Linked DNA regions of Gossypium arboreum: region 2 is linked to region 1. The links are chromatin contacts, called in public Hi-C maps. All regions are on one chromosome and are shown on one strand. Each heading gives the region's core, a stretch centred on a gene start, on an enhancer-like site or on the middle of the called end of the contact. The rest is flanking DNA. Distances are from core to core; before and after follow the strand shown.

What was found. Hi-C and Micro-C count contacts between places; a contact is called where the count stands out from the background.
Region 2: a contact with region 1 is called in a Hi-C map of leaf, with 6 times the contacts expected there. The contact joins the promoter of LOC108472670 here to the promoter of LOC108457313 in region 1. A contact is called at or near these places in 2 of 5 Hi-C or Micro-C datasets (both in leaf).

What each region holds. Positions count from the first base shown.
Region 1 is chr9:44,962,124-44,969,147 of ASM2569848v2, reverse strand. LOC108457313 (DNA mismatch repair protein MSH2) reads right to left here and starts at 4,571. Exons shown (of 13, transcript XM_017756301.2): 1 at 4,183-4,571; 2 at 3,994-4,043; 3 at 3,747-3,779; 4 at 2,029-3,102; 5 at 997-1,551; 6 at 809-919; 7 at 608-697; 8 at 444-515; 9 at 184-294. The coding sequence starts at 4,231.
Region 2 is chr9:45,379,304-45,386,327 of ASM2569848v2, reverse strand. It overlaps LOC108472670 (transcription factor MYBS1), which reads right to left and starts at 4,218. Exons shown (of 2, transcript XM_017774223.2): 1 at 3,467-4,218; 2 at 2,475-3,300. The coding sequence starts at 3,885. The coding sequence ends at 2,832. It overlaps LOC108471242, which reads right to left and starts at 1,867. Exons shown (of 7, transcript XR_008270933.1): 1 at 1,485-1,867; 2 at 1,278-1,417; 3 at 956-1,153; 4 at 685-741; 5 at 523-591.

The DNA of each region.
Region 1 (7,024 bases), core at 3,322-5,821:
CAATAGATGGAATGATAATTCTAAAAGAAAGGAACAAGAGAGATAGGAAAGGCAGGTTTTTCTTGAAAAGGAAGACATAATACTAGTGAAGCATTAACCAAGAGAAGTCATAGCAAATTTAGTTGTTTATGGTAAGTCTATCCAAAAAGTTACAGCTTGAAACGTATGTTCCATGTAACTTACTTGGCAGTCACCAGCACCAACACGGGCAAAAATACAATCTCGAACAGAAATGCTAGCTTTTTCACAAGGAACAAAACAGCCTACTTGTGCCATTAGTATGTTAACACCAACCTGAAAATTCAACCAAATACATATCAGGCAACAAATTTTTTTATAATTGGATTCAAGGGTTATGTCTAACATGACAGAGCAGAAAGTAACTCCCTTGTTATTTAATTACATAAAAATGAATGAGAGCTATGTAATAATCAAAATAGCACCTGGCGGATGAATGTTGATTTTCCACCCATATTAGGTCCCGTGATGATCTGGAACCAGCTCTTGCCTCTTACCTGTTTCACATGAAAACATAGAGTAAGTATGAGTCACTTCAATTTGAAGACACCAGAAGATGCTTCTAGCCGTGGAACACACTAATACTCACAAGTCTACAATCATTTGGTATAAAATTAACCCAGTCTTGAGCCTCCACACAAGGATGTCTACTTCCTTCTAAAACAATATCTCCCACATCCTGTTATATCATTAAAACAACCATAATGTAAAGGAATGGACCTTTTGAAACATGAAATAAAAAACAACAATCTCAGAACTGAGAAAAAAAGAAACAAATGTAAATATTTACTGGTGGAGTAATTCTGGGTCTTGTGTATGGGGTAGGGCAACTTGAAGCTAAATCTGCAAAACTAAGTAGGACATCCAATTCAGAGAGAAACCCAGCTAAGTGCTCAAATACCTGCAGCAAGAAACATAGCTTAGTGAGTGTCAACATTCTACAAAGTGAAAGAAGCAAAAGATAGATAGCACATGTACCTCAGAGAAAGTTGCAGTAGTTTGAACCACTCGATTTACTAGCTCTTTTTGACAATTCTTATACTCCTCAAGTACCTTTTGGTACTGGTCCCCCAACTTTTTAAGCTTTGTGTTGGTGAATTTCACTCCATCCTTTCGGGTTTCAAGGACAATAAATTGGGTGGAGAGCTTTTTCCTTACTTTGGGCTCTTCTTTCTTTGTAATTCTGAAAACATGTCCAAACTGTGTGCCCTTATCTAACTTTAATGCCTTGTCTACCGGCAGATCAAGATCAAAAGCAGTTTGTTTATGTAAATTGTGTATTTGGCGCTCTAGTGACTCCTGCTCACTTTTTAGTGTAGCTAGTGCATCATCATAACTAGGTGAAATCATGTATTCCCCATTTTCAAGTTGATCTAGGTCGACAGAAGTCTCAACAAGAGCAATAAACTTGTTCAAATGATCATCATCAGTCAAGAGCTCAAAAGGATCCAAATATCTTTCCTTGATCAAAGAAGAAAACTGTCCATCATATTTTTCCAGGGCACTTTTAATGTGGGGAACTCTTATACTTGACTGCACCCAGAACATGACACAAGACAAATTCAGAGAATTTCAATAAAAGATAAAAAAGAAAATAAAGAGTGGTATAACTCTAGTTTATGACCCTATACACATTCAAGTAAGAATGAAAGAAACAATATATGCTCCCTAAAGTACTGAACGACAAAATTCTAAAATTACTGGCCAAAGAGCACAAAAGAGTTAAATTAAAGCACAACCCTTAAGCAAGTAGTTAGTCGAAATGCTAAACATTATTTATGAAAAGATGAATCAGCAAGATACTAGTAACTTTGGTCCTGATCAAATCTTTTTTATCCAAAGAAATAAGAGTCAAAACAAAAAAGAAGGTGATGGAGAACACTGGCAACAAAAATGCATTTTTTGGAGCATGAAAGATGACTCCCTAGCTGAGGTGCCAATTCCTCTGCAGTAGCTGTACAATGGATATGCAGACACCTAGTACAGTGAAATATTAGGATTTTAACTTACCTGATAAAGTTTTACAATATGCTGCAAACCAGCTCTTGTCCTTTGAATATTGCGCATAAGTCGTTCAATATCTGAAATTCTTCTTAGATGCTGTCTCAAATCTTGGCGAAGCTCAGTATCCTCCACAAAAGCCTGTACCAAATCTAGCCTTGAATTTATCTCACTTACATCTAACAAAGGCTGTTTTAGCCACATATGAAGCAACCGCTTACCCATCCCAGCAGTACAGGTTCTATTCATAAGACCAAACAAACTAAAATTTTTGTTTGCATCAGTTTTGCTTTCCAGGACATTCAATGCCCTCATTGCAGCAGAATCTAACCTCATGTAGCTTCCCAGATTGTATCTACAAATGCTATAGTTTCCATAATTTCCTTCATCTGCTAGTAATTCTGCATAAGAAAGTAAGGCTCCTAAAGCAGCTGGTGCAAATTCAAACCCAGAAACCAAGTCTCGAACTGGTTCAATGGAGCCTTTGACTAGCCTACCAAGATCCTGCACCAGATCCCTTGCTTTAAATTCAGTTTTCTTTCTCTCAGTTACCATAACACCACATCTGGTCAAAGCATCACTCAGAGTTCTACATTCACTGGATTTTCCACTCTCCAAGGGCAAAAGGCACTCCTTACAACCAAGAGCAACTAAAGCTGACTCCACATTAGTAAAGTGACTATCATCAAGAAACTCAGCCAAACCAAGTATTCTCTTTGTTAAATCAACATAACTAAATCCAACAGTGCAACCATTTTCACGGAAGTTAGGAAGCAGTGCGACAACAACAGGTGTATCCTGCATCTCATTGTTGGCAAAGAGAACATCTTCAAAACTGCTCAGATTCCCAGGACTGGCACTTTTCACCAACCTCCAATTGGAGCCACTACCTCCATAGAGCTCCAGAGTGTGGTCTGTTCTCTCCAGGAGAAGATCACGGGTGATTGTTTCAAACATGTTTTTATTAACACTTACACTTGAAAGACCATTCGAGCCACTACCGAGTTTCCGGAGAGCAGTAGTAGTACGATAATATGTTTTAGTGATAAAGGTTGCATTTTCACCATGAGCAGTATAATAATCCTGTATATTCAGAAAACAATAGTTTGGAAATGTGGTGCTTACAATGAAAAGGATAATAAAACTAGCATTATAGAACAAAATCAGTTTGTACAAGTTTTAGACACCTAATATATACATATGCATTTATATATATGTGTGTAATATAAGAATGTCTTCATGTCCGCTTGTGTATTTTTACAGGCAGCATTGCACATTTACAAATTCTGACAGAGATGAAGGTTGAAATGGTTGACAAGTAGAAAGGGAAAAGTACATATAAGAAAATGGGTAATTAGGGATAGGGCATTGCAAAAATGGCAATATACTTTAGCATGAATAAATGGATTAGAAAAATATTTCCAAAACCGTCTGATCCTTTAAAAAATTTAACCATTTTCCCCTGAACTTCAGATAACACACGTATATGTATATAGCAATTTCCTGAAGAACAGTTATATGCAGACCATATTTCCATTTCCTTTTTTATATATTAAGAAATAAAAATATTTAATTTCAAAGACAACCCAACTGGCATTTCTTAATTATAGGTGAAAAAAAAACACCCAGTTCTCAAAGCAAATTATTTAACCAATAATCATAATTGAAGTAAAGACAAAATAAAATTTTACAACCCACAGTGGTAAAGACTATAAGCCTGAACTAACCCGGCGATCAAAAAACCGAACAGCCCTTGGATCCTGTAAAGGAAGAGACCAAATGATCAGGGAAACGAAATATAGTTCAAATTAAATCATTTTTTTTCAAACCATATTAAGTATTGATATGGCATTTTCTCCCCCATTTTACCTGTTCCTGTTCGGTTTCATTATATAAGTAAATAAACATTAAAGGAAAAAAAAACCATAATTAGTAATATAAATCCCAATAGATAGAAAAAGAAAGGGGGCTTACATTCGGTAGAGTTTTGAAAAATGAGAGAAACCCTTGAGCCTGCTTAGCGTCTGTTAACAGTAACCCAAAAAAAACAAAACCAAAAAAGGAGAAAAGTATTATCAACCATAAATTCCTGGAAAAAAATTATCAAAAGAAAATTAAAAGCATAAAAATAAGTTTCTAACAGAAAAAGGAGTGAGTGGGTACCTAGTTTGAGCTCTGGAAGCTTGTTTTGTTCATCAAAATTTTCATCCATTTTCGAGACAACTCACCAAAAAGCCCAAAAACGGGGGAAAAAAAGAGAAAGAAAATGGCTACTTTTCAGCTTCAGAGAACACAAACCAAAAACCTATTCTTATTCTGTAGAAAAACAAAAACACAAAACCTAAAATAAAGGGCCTTTTTCTGATGGCGGGAAAGGAATTGGCGGGGTTTTGAGAAGGGGTCTCCGAAGTACTCCATATTTCTTGGTTGTGTTGAAGTTGGATCAACCTGACCTAAGCTTGGGCCAAGTCCTGAACACAGATGATAACTTGGAGACTCAATTTATAACCAGAATTGGGCCTTTCTTTCATTTCATCCACTATGCACAAAGCCACAAATTTGTAAGTATCTCAATTCTACTTCATATTTTCTTTTAGGTTTAATACTACTTTGTATGTCCGTATCATAATAATATCATTTGTGCTTGTCAATTTAATTGGTTTTAAAAATTTAAAATTGATAATACATATTAATAATATATTAACTATATATTTATTGTTTTATTTTGAAGTCTCGAAATATAATATTAAAATATTATAATAAATAAAGATATTAATTGTTAAAATAAATTGAAAAATTTAGATTTGAAATATTATATTAAAATAATTAATAAAAATAGATATTTCAATATTTTATTATAAAATTTTGTACTAACAGATAAATTAATTCATGAAAAATAAATAATGACTAGTAATAAAAGAATTTTATTATAAAACATTAATTTAAAAAAGAGTCCTATGAATTGTAATATACGTTCAATAATTAAGTAATGTTTAAATTAATTTAATGTAAGTTACTATTTGATAAATTAAAAATTAAATGCAGAAAATAAATTTTGAAAAATTTAAGTACTAAATTTAAGTTATAAAATTGTTTGATAAACATAAATTTTAAATTAAAAATATTCTACATATTATCCTTAATTTTAAATATTTCACTTTATTTTAAATAAAATCAAATTTTAAACATAAAATTTTATTGGATAATATAATAATAAAATAAATAAAATAAAATAAAATTGAATTGGTTGAAAATATCCTCCATTAAGTGATAAGTAATTCTTGTCTACTTATTATTTTCAATGTTCTATCAAACAAGCCCTAATTTAAAAGACAATATGTAAAAAGAAATTTATCCAAATTGAAAATAAGTGCCTTAAACGAGGGAGTGTCCATTTGTTAAAAAACTATAATGTGAACATGTTTGTTTATTTCTATTTTAGATAAACCTTATAATATATAATATTAGTCTTCTTACCTGTGATGCATGAGTTTAGTGTATAAATTAATTATAATCCTAAAAGCAATGTAGATTTGTTGAATTTGAATATAGTAAGAAGTTAGTTAATAAGTAAATTCAAATAATTTAACATGTGCAAATGATAATATTGATTATATGATGAAAGTCTTAAGGCTCAATTTCAGACTCATGGATGTGATGGACTTACACTACCTCAAAGCCCAACAATAAGGTCAAAGGTCAAGCAAATCAAACCAAGATTCGATCAAAGACAAAATGCGAGGATGAATCTTTTCGAGAAAACAAGGAATGATACATGCACGGAATGAGTGAAATTTATTGAAGTAAATTCAATCAAGCTGTCAATTTTCAAGCTGAAAAGATTAGTCAATTTGTGATGCATTTTTGGATGGTATCTAGGCATTTATGGGCTTAGATATCTGCATAGAGTTTTAAGATCTATCTTTTAGCTTTGAAACAAACTTTGAATCACTCGATTTCAAGTTCAGGAGCTTAAGTTATGACTGTTTTAGTGAAGACTACGCGAGCAAAATTTCTAAATGAGATTATGATGAAAATTACTACTTTTGGGCTTTTAGTTCGAGTTTAAACCATATTGTGTTCGAATTTTAGGCTTAATTTTTATTATATATGATCTCAATATTGAATTTATTAGGTTTTATTATTTTATTATTTATTTATTCCGAATTTTGAATATTGTTTAAGTATTTTAAGTTGTTTAGAAGTTTTTGTTTCTTAGCCAAATAAGAAAGTTTAGTTTAAAATCACTTCTTATTTAGATTAATTAGAGTTTTAGTATACTTTAGAGTTTTATTTGGATGTACTTAGTTAGCCTATATAAAAGCTTCTTCATTGTTCATTAATTTTCAACTCTGGGAGTTAGTTTCTTTGTGTAAGATTTCTTTATTGTGATTTTTTTAAAAGTAGTTTTCTTCTCGATTTTCTTCAAGGAGTCATGAGAATTCATTCTTCATCCTTCAATTTGCTAAGAATTATTTCTTGGAGGGTTGATTGGAGTCATTAATTGAGTTTGTTGGGATTTATATCTCAAAGGGTTCAGTTGAACACTTATCCATCTATCCATCATATCCATCGATTTACTAATTTCATATTCTCTTTTTTTTTAATTTTCGTTGATTTATTTATTTATTTATTATTTTTTCTTAAATTTCTTATTTTAGTTATTTTTGTTTTCGTTGTTTTCCTAAATTTATTTGGTGTTTTCTTTTTAGGTCAGATCCAAATCTTTTTTTTTTTGAGTCGATCAACTTGAATACGATCTTCCTTCCGCCTTTTTCGCTTCCTCCATTTAATTTCTTATCATTTGGTACCACATTTGGGCGTTTTAGGTTTTCTTTGTGTTCTTATAAACTGATTTCTAACAAACAACCTCAAAACAATTTTTTTTGTTCTTTTTACCTAGAAATGGGTAAATGTTTTCCAAACGATCTAAAATTTTACATACTGATTGTTGGCACTCTTTTAGAAAATATTTTTCCACAAAAAAATGACCGAAAAAGTGCAA
Region 2 (7,024 bases), core at 2,969-5,468, 420 kb before region 1:
ATTCATTTCATTGTAATCCTACTCATTAAAACTGAAAATGGGCAAATAAAGTCCAATTGCCAACACTATTTAAAATAGGATTCTCTCAAGTAATTGTCATCTAGTTCATCCAAATAAATTCATGTTAGCAATTTTTAGAGATTACATGAGTCAACAAAAGAAGGTTTTCAAGAAAATATTATATTTTATAATGTCAAGGTTCTCATTACAAATTTACAAAAAAAAATAAAAACTTATTACCCTAGTTCCATGAAATAAAGATAGGGAGCTTATTTTCAAGTTCAAGGTGATGTTCGAGGGCTTACATGGGTATTATTCCATGTATTACATGACAAAAAGTAGGCAAGCTAAAGACATAGGCTATAGAAACTAAGTTTAGATGAACGTAAATTTTACTTATCATACTTCTTCAATCTAAAAAACAATCATGTTTTGCGACCACCATATTCTATTGGACTCATTAAGGGTGTCCAATCATTGATGAGGGGTGCAACACAGTGGGAATGAGTTCACCATACCCACCTTATCACCCAAATGCTTTGGCAAGGTGCCCTTGCACCTTACAGGGCTGCAGTTGAACCCATATGGAGCCTTTAGCAAGAAAAAAATAAAATAAAATACAACAATAGGTCAGTTTTATTGACATTTTTTAATTGCAAAAGCAAAATAATGAGTTCTCCTTACTTGGGTTTCAAGGCAAGAGCTGAAAGTGCAGAAACCAATGATGATTTAAGAAGGTACCTAGCAAATACAAAACAATCAGTCATTTAGAATCTTGCTACCTCAGAGTTTGACCAAAAGCCAATCAAAGCAAGTTGTTCAAACCACAGACAGTGAAAAGTGCAATCATGAAAAATCTAGGGAAACATAAATAGGTCCAAACACATTCCTACTTGCAGCATATTGAAAAGAATACATTCTCGGGAAATTTTTGAAAGAGGAAACAGTTAATTACTCGTCGTGATAGATTTCATGGAGAAGTACAAGCCCATCTATGCAATTTGTAAGAGTCGGTTTTACGCCAATTCTATGTTGCAGTTGTTTCTTGTTCATCTGATTAAAGCTACCTTTTGCTAGCTGTTTACCATCATGTTGAACCTTCTCAAGGGAAAGAACAACACCGCGAAAGTCCTCCCTGAAAATCTTTTTAAAACTAAAGTTCAAACCTAAGATTTAGCCTTGTTTGTTTGCCAGCTTCAATCAATCATTCAATGAATTAATCATAGTGTCATTTATATTCTCAAAAAGCAAATAGAAACAGAGACTTAAACACTTACATTGTATTTTTCATGGAAAGTAAAATGGTTTGCAAAGAATCCATCTGCTTTTGCATCACTGCAGCTTCCATTCCTCCAACACAATTTAAACTGGCATAGTTTTTAGAGTTTTGAATAATCTGATCACCAAAACAAAAAAACTGTTTTTTGAAGGAATTAAAATAAATAAACAAAATTTGGAAGAGAGAAACAAAGGGGATAACAGACCTGTAATCTGGAAATAATGGAAGAAGCATTTCGAAAGTGGGAAATTAAGCGAGATTGAAGGTCGTCCCATTTACTCATTTCATCTTTTGCTTTCTTGAATTTCTGCTGATATTTCTTTATCATAGTCTCCATCAATTATCGAGTGAATAATGATGGATATCAGGGTGGCGGCGGCAATCGGCAAAACATTACAAGGACCAGGTGGGTTTTGGAATAAAGAAGAGAAAATGTTTGAATTAAGCGGAAGGGCTGTGACTGCAAAAAGGAAATAAAAAAATCTGAAGCTACCCATGAGTTCTGGGTCTAAAAAAATCTGAAGCTACCCATGAGTTCTGGGTCAAATTCAAAGGTAGAAATGTATCCATGGGCCACTAGTTTTTGTCTTTGGTATTCATAAATATTTTCTTTTATATATTAATAGTCCTTTTTTAGTTTTTTTTTTTTTTCACGATCTTATTTTCGAATTCACATCCTCTTATATTGAAATAACATTTATATCAATTAAGTTAATAATTTAAATTTTTAATAATTGTACGAGTCAGGAACTATTTGAAAAAATATCAATCATTTGATTTGATTATTCAACCATGTGCTTAGTGATGTGTTAAATTTAAATTTGATTTTGATTTTCTCATGTTGTCTATACATTTTAATTATATTAATTGTACCTTCATTTGCTATTTTTCTCTTATCATGCTAATTTGTTTGTGGTATTGCATATTAAATTACGCTAAGGGTTGATTGGAAAGAAAGAGGAAATTGAGAAATAATAGTTTAGGGACTAAATTAAAAGGGAGTGAAATTAGAGGCTTTATGTCTTCATTTGCCCAAGGGCCTAAAAGCCTTCCTAGACCTTTTATATGGCGGCGGCGGTGTTCATATGGGCCTCGAATTGTTGTGAAGCCGATAACTTTGTTGTTTGAAGATTCGAATGAAGTACTACTATTGGGCTACTCTAAGTTCAAGCTTCCCAAAGTTGCAGTCACTATGGAGAACAAAAGCATTGAAAGCGCTTTACTGAACCCGTAGGAATAATACAAGCCTTTAAATAAGACTGTTTTTACATTTTATCATGAGAGGAAGCCATACACAACACTTATTTGCCCAAAATAACCCATCTGGCTATTTTTTTAAAGCCAGTTTCATTGCTTCGCTTAGTGAAAAGACTCATCTGGGAAGGGGACTTTGTAGTCAAATAACAGGTGCCTTTTTTGCAGTCAGAAAAATGGATAACTACAGCAAAAAACGAAGAGTTCTCTCATCTGCTTTATTCCTTCTGCATATTTTTCATGTTCACAAAAACACAACTTGTTAGGTTACCTTTAAATCATTAATTGAATTTTGAACTTATTGGTGCATAGGAGGTGGTGCCATGGGGTAAGCAACAGGGACAATGTAAGGAGGAGGGGAATGAGGATGGTGAGCAGGAGGAAGCATAACAGGAGTTCCTACAGCAGATCCAATATGCCCTGGAGCAGCAGCAATCGGCCGCCCAACAGGCGCTCCGTACATGCCTAAACCCGGCAAATGCGGATGAGCCCTGTGCTTCACTGATTGCCCTATGACCGCTGCACCGGGTGAATTTGTGTTAGCCTGTTGGCCGGTGATAGGCGCTTGATGAGATGTATCCCCATTGTTAACACTCGTGATGTCGTGGATGCTGGACCGCCGCCGGTCTCTATTCATCGAATTTAAGCGTATAAAATACTTTTGTGCATGGCTAGCCACCTGCGTCGGAGTTCTCGATATCACAAAGTTCCTTGAAATGCTTCTCCAATCTCCTTTCCCAAACTTGTCTAAACCAAGTAGAAATAACCTGAATAACACATGTAATGTTGCTTGTCACATTACATATATCTTTATTTTCTATAAGACCCCAAATCCTAGGGCACTCAAGTCTTAATTCGAGTCACGTTCCAATACTTAAGTCAGTATTTAAGAAAAAAAAAGAAAAACAGACAAGAAGTAGTAGAGGGGAATACCTATGCTCTTCTTCAGTCCATGGGATTCCTTTCCTTCTTTCTTGGTCGGACCTCGAACTCTGTTTCCCTCCATGTCCGGTAGAATCAAGGGTTAACCCCGAAAACCCATTTCCGTAACCGGCATTGGATCTCCTATCAGAATTAGGAGCCATGGAAGGTCCATGAAAATGATCCTTAGCAGAAGAGGAAGGTTCTTCTCCTTTATAACGAGGAAGTGGGACATGACCAGCCTCTATTGCAGTAACATCCTCCACTAATAATTCATAGTGAAGCTTCAATTCCTCAAGACTTTTAGTAGGAACCGTTGAAGCAATCTTTTCCCATTGCTCTTCACATTCCTCTTTCTCTATCCAATGCATTGCTATTGCGTTTTCAAATGCCTTCTCTTCTTCCCTGCTCCAACTAACACTTCCTGCCATACTACCAATAATACCCTACAAAAGAGGTCACTCAATTTCTAAGCTCAATGTTCTCTTATGTTCAACAGCTTAGTTGCATTTGGAAAGGGTCGAAAAATAAAAATAAAATAATGGGAAATGAGAGTGTAGGATAAGGGATAGAAGTATAAAATAAATTAGGGGGAAATTAAAATATAAAATCTAAAACATAAAATGAAATTAATATGGACCACTTTGAAAGCAATTCATAAATTGTCATCTTCACTGATAGTCTATTGAAAGGAGTAGAGTCGACTTGTTTTCAAGTATCTGGACTGAGTTCAAATTCTGAAATTATCACTGTTGGAAAGATTTCTCCTAAATGCTACTACTCAAATAGAATTAGTCTCAAACAATAAAGTGAATTATGATACTTGTAGCTATAAAAAAAATTAAATTTTCATGTTCCTAATTAGAAGGTAAGAAAAATTATATAAAATTTAAAAAGAATTCATAAAATGCTTCCTTTTAATGCATTTGTAGTTATACATATTTTTTAATCTCTATTTTTCAAGAAATTTAGTCTATGTTTTTTTTAATTTAAATCTAATTAATAAATTTACGCTATATTCGAATATACGATATTTCAATATTCAATGATTGATTTAAAGAAATTAAAGGCACATTCAAATTTAATAAAAGTTAACAAAAGGTTTATCAATCAATTTTATATTAAAATTTTAAATCAGACTATTCAAGAGATTAAAAGTAGAATAGTTAAATTTAATTTTTCAAAATGTATAGGGACTGAGATGCAAAATAGCCTCTCCTTTTTACTCTAATCATAGAGGGAGCAAAATCAAGGGAGATGAGGTCCCAGAGAATCTTTCTAGAAGATTACCACCACGCGCGCATTTTGTACATTCTTCTCATAATTAAATTAAAATATGTTTTAAAGTTACATACTTTTCATAAATTTAAATTTTAGTTTTATAATTTTATTTTCAAGAATTTAATTTATTTATTTTAAAAAATTTAAACTCAAGTTTAATATTAATAATGTTAATTTTTTTGTTAAATTTGATAATGTGATATTAAAATAATAAAAAGTACTCACTCGGTAACGATACAACTAAAAATTAGTGTTATAGTGAGCCAAAATTTTTTAAAAAATTTAACAACATTAACAATTAAATTTAAACTTTAAATTTTAAAAATAAAAACAAAAATATAAAAACTAAATTTTAAATTTAAACCTATACTATTATGCCTTCTTTCCTTGTTATTTGGACTGTTTATAGAAATTTTATACCTTTTGCAGTAATAAAAATTTCAAAATTATATTTTTTATTTGAAATTTTAAACTTATTTTAATTTGGTAATTTTATATTTTCTAACTGTGCTAAATTTTCATAATACAAAAATTTGGTAATATAGAAGTAATTTTAATGTCATCTCTTCGTAAAGTAATGTAAGATTTCTCAATTATATGAAATTAACGAACAACTTATTTGAATTAATAATATTTATTTTTTAACAAAATAAATCAATTTCCATTATATTAATATATTTTTAATAAACATTAATATTTTATATCTTTAAATTACATCAGTTTCAATTATCGAAGACTTCAATTTTAATAAGTCTAATTTTTACACTTAAATTAAAAATACGTATACTTGTCATAACTTTTTAATTTCATAAGTATAATTAATTTTACAAGATGAATTTTAAATGCATTTTGAGATCTATACTATTTGAGTGGCTTATTCTAAATTTGCAAAATCAGCAAGATTAGCGTTTGGGAGATGTTGACTAGCATTGTCTGTTTGGGATCATTGCTTAGCGCTTGTGGAAAAACCACTATTTTCATTTTTCAAGATACTTCATGGAGCGGTAGTGAAATTATCAAGGAGTCATATAGTTGGGCAAAACAATACGTTTCTACTAAATGGGGCAAGACAAACGACCCACAAGGTAAGTTTCTGCCTTCTTTTTTAACTAATGACTATGTCCTTTTGAGTACAGATGGTTCCGTTCTGGATGAAGCTGGATTCACGATGACAGGGGGAATAGTACGTGATCGGGGCGGAGATTAGATTCTTGGATACAATAAATATTTGGGGAGCTATTTTGTTTTTTATGCTGAGTCGTGGAGTATTCTGGAAGGCCTATCTCAGATTGTGGAGCGAGGATATGACAGTGTATTAATTCAATCTGACTGTCTTGAAGCAGTTATAGCTATTCAAAAAGGATCTTCTGAAGGGTCCAACTCTGCATTGGTTCGAAGAATTCATCAAATACTATTGCATTTTAAACAATGGGACATCAAGCACATTTCTAGAGAGGAAAATCAGGAAGCTGACCATTTGATCAAATTGGTCCAACATAGAGATTATGGGTTATATCTGATTGTGATCTCTTTGTTAGAAGGGATGGTCTAGTTTTTCTAATTTGCTTTTATTTCTACTTTTTAACCAAAAAATATTCTATAGTAATAATATAATATTTTTAATCAAATAAATTAAATAAGATAATAACATAACTAGTAATGTATTGAGTAATTTTACATTTTGATAATCCTATTACAAAAGGTAATATTACATTCCATGAATTAAATAACCCTTTAATATATCGAGATTACCAATGAGACCTTAACATTATTGGTAAAGATCAAGGTCCTAGAATTTTGAGCGTTTAAGAATCAAGCCTTACCTTATATAAATCTTTTTCAAAGCTATTCTAATTTGATACCGAATGTATTTTGATTAATTTGAATGTGCTTTATAATGAGTAGCTTTGATTATAATTGATTTACATTTTATTATTTATATTATACTTGAAATTTTAAAAATTAATATTATTGAACTCTTAAATAAAGTTACTTTATATTTATTATTGGATTATAATATAATATAATGGGAATTTTAACTTCAACTCTGATATATCAAATAATTATTTTTTGTTTTATATTTATTTATAAAAGTACATATGAATTCTCATATGACAAAATAAAAAGAAAAGAAAAATTGAAAATAAAAACAAGAGGGGTAATAATAGTGGAGAGTCGTAAGGCGCACAGCCAAGGAAGGGCGTGGGGGCGGGAGAGAATCGGTCCAAAGTGCAATACTCTTACTTTCTTTCCGAAACGTGGCCGATTCTACATTTCTCGTTCTAAGCC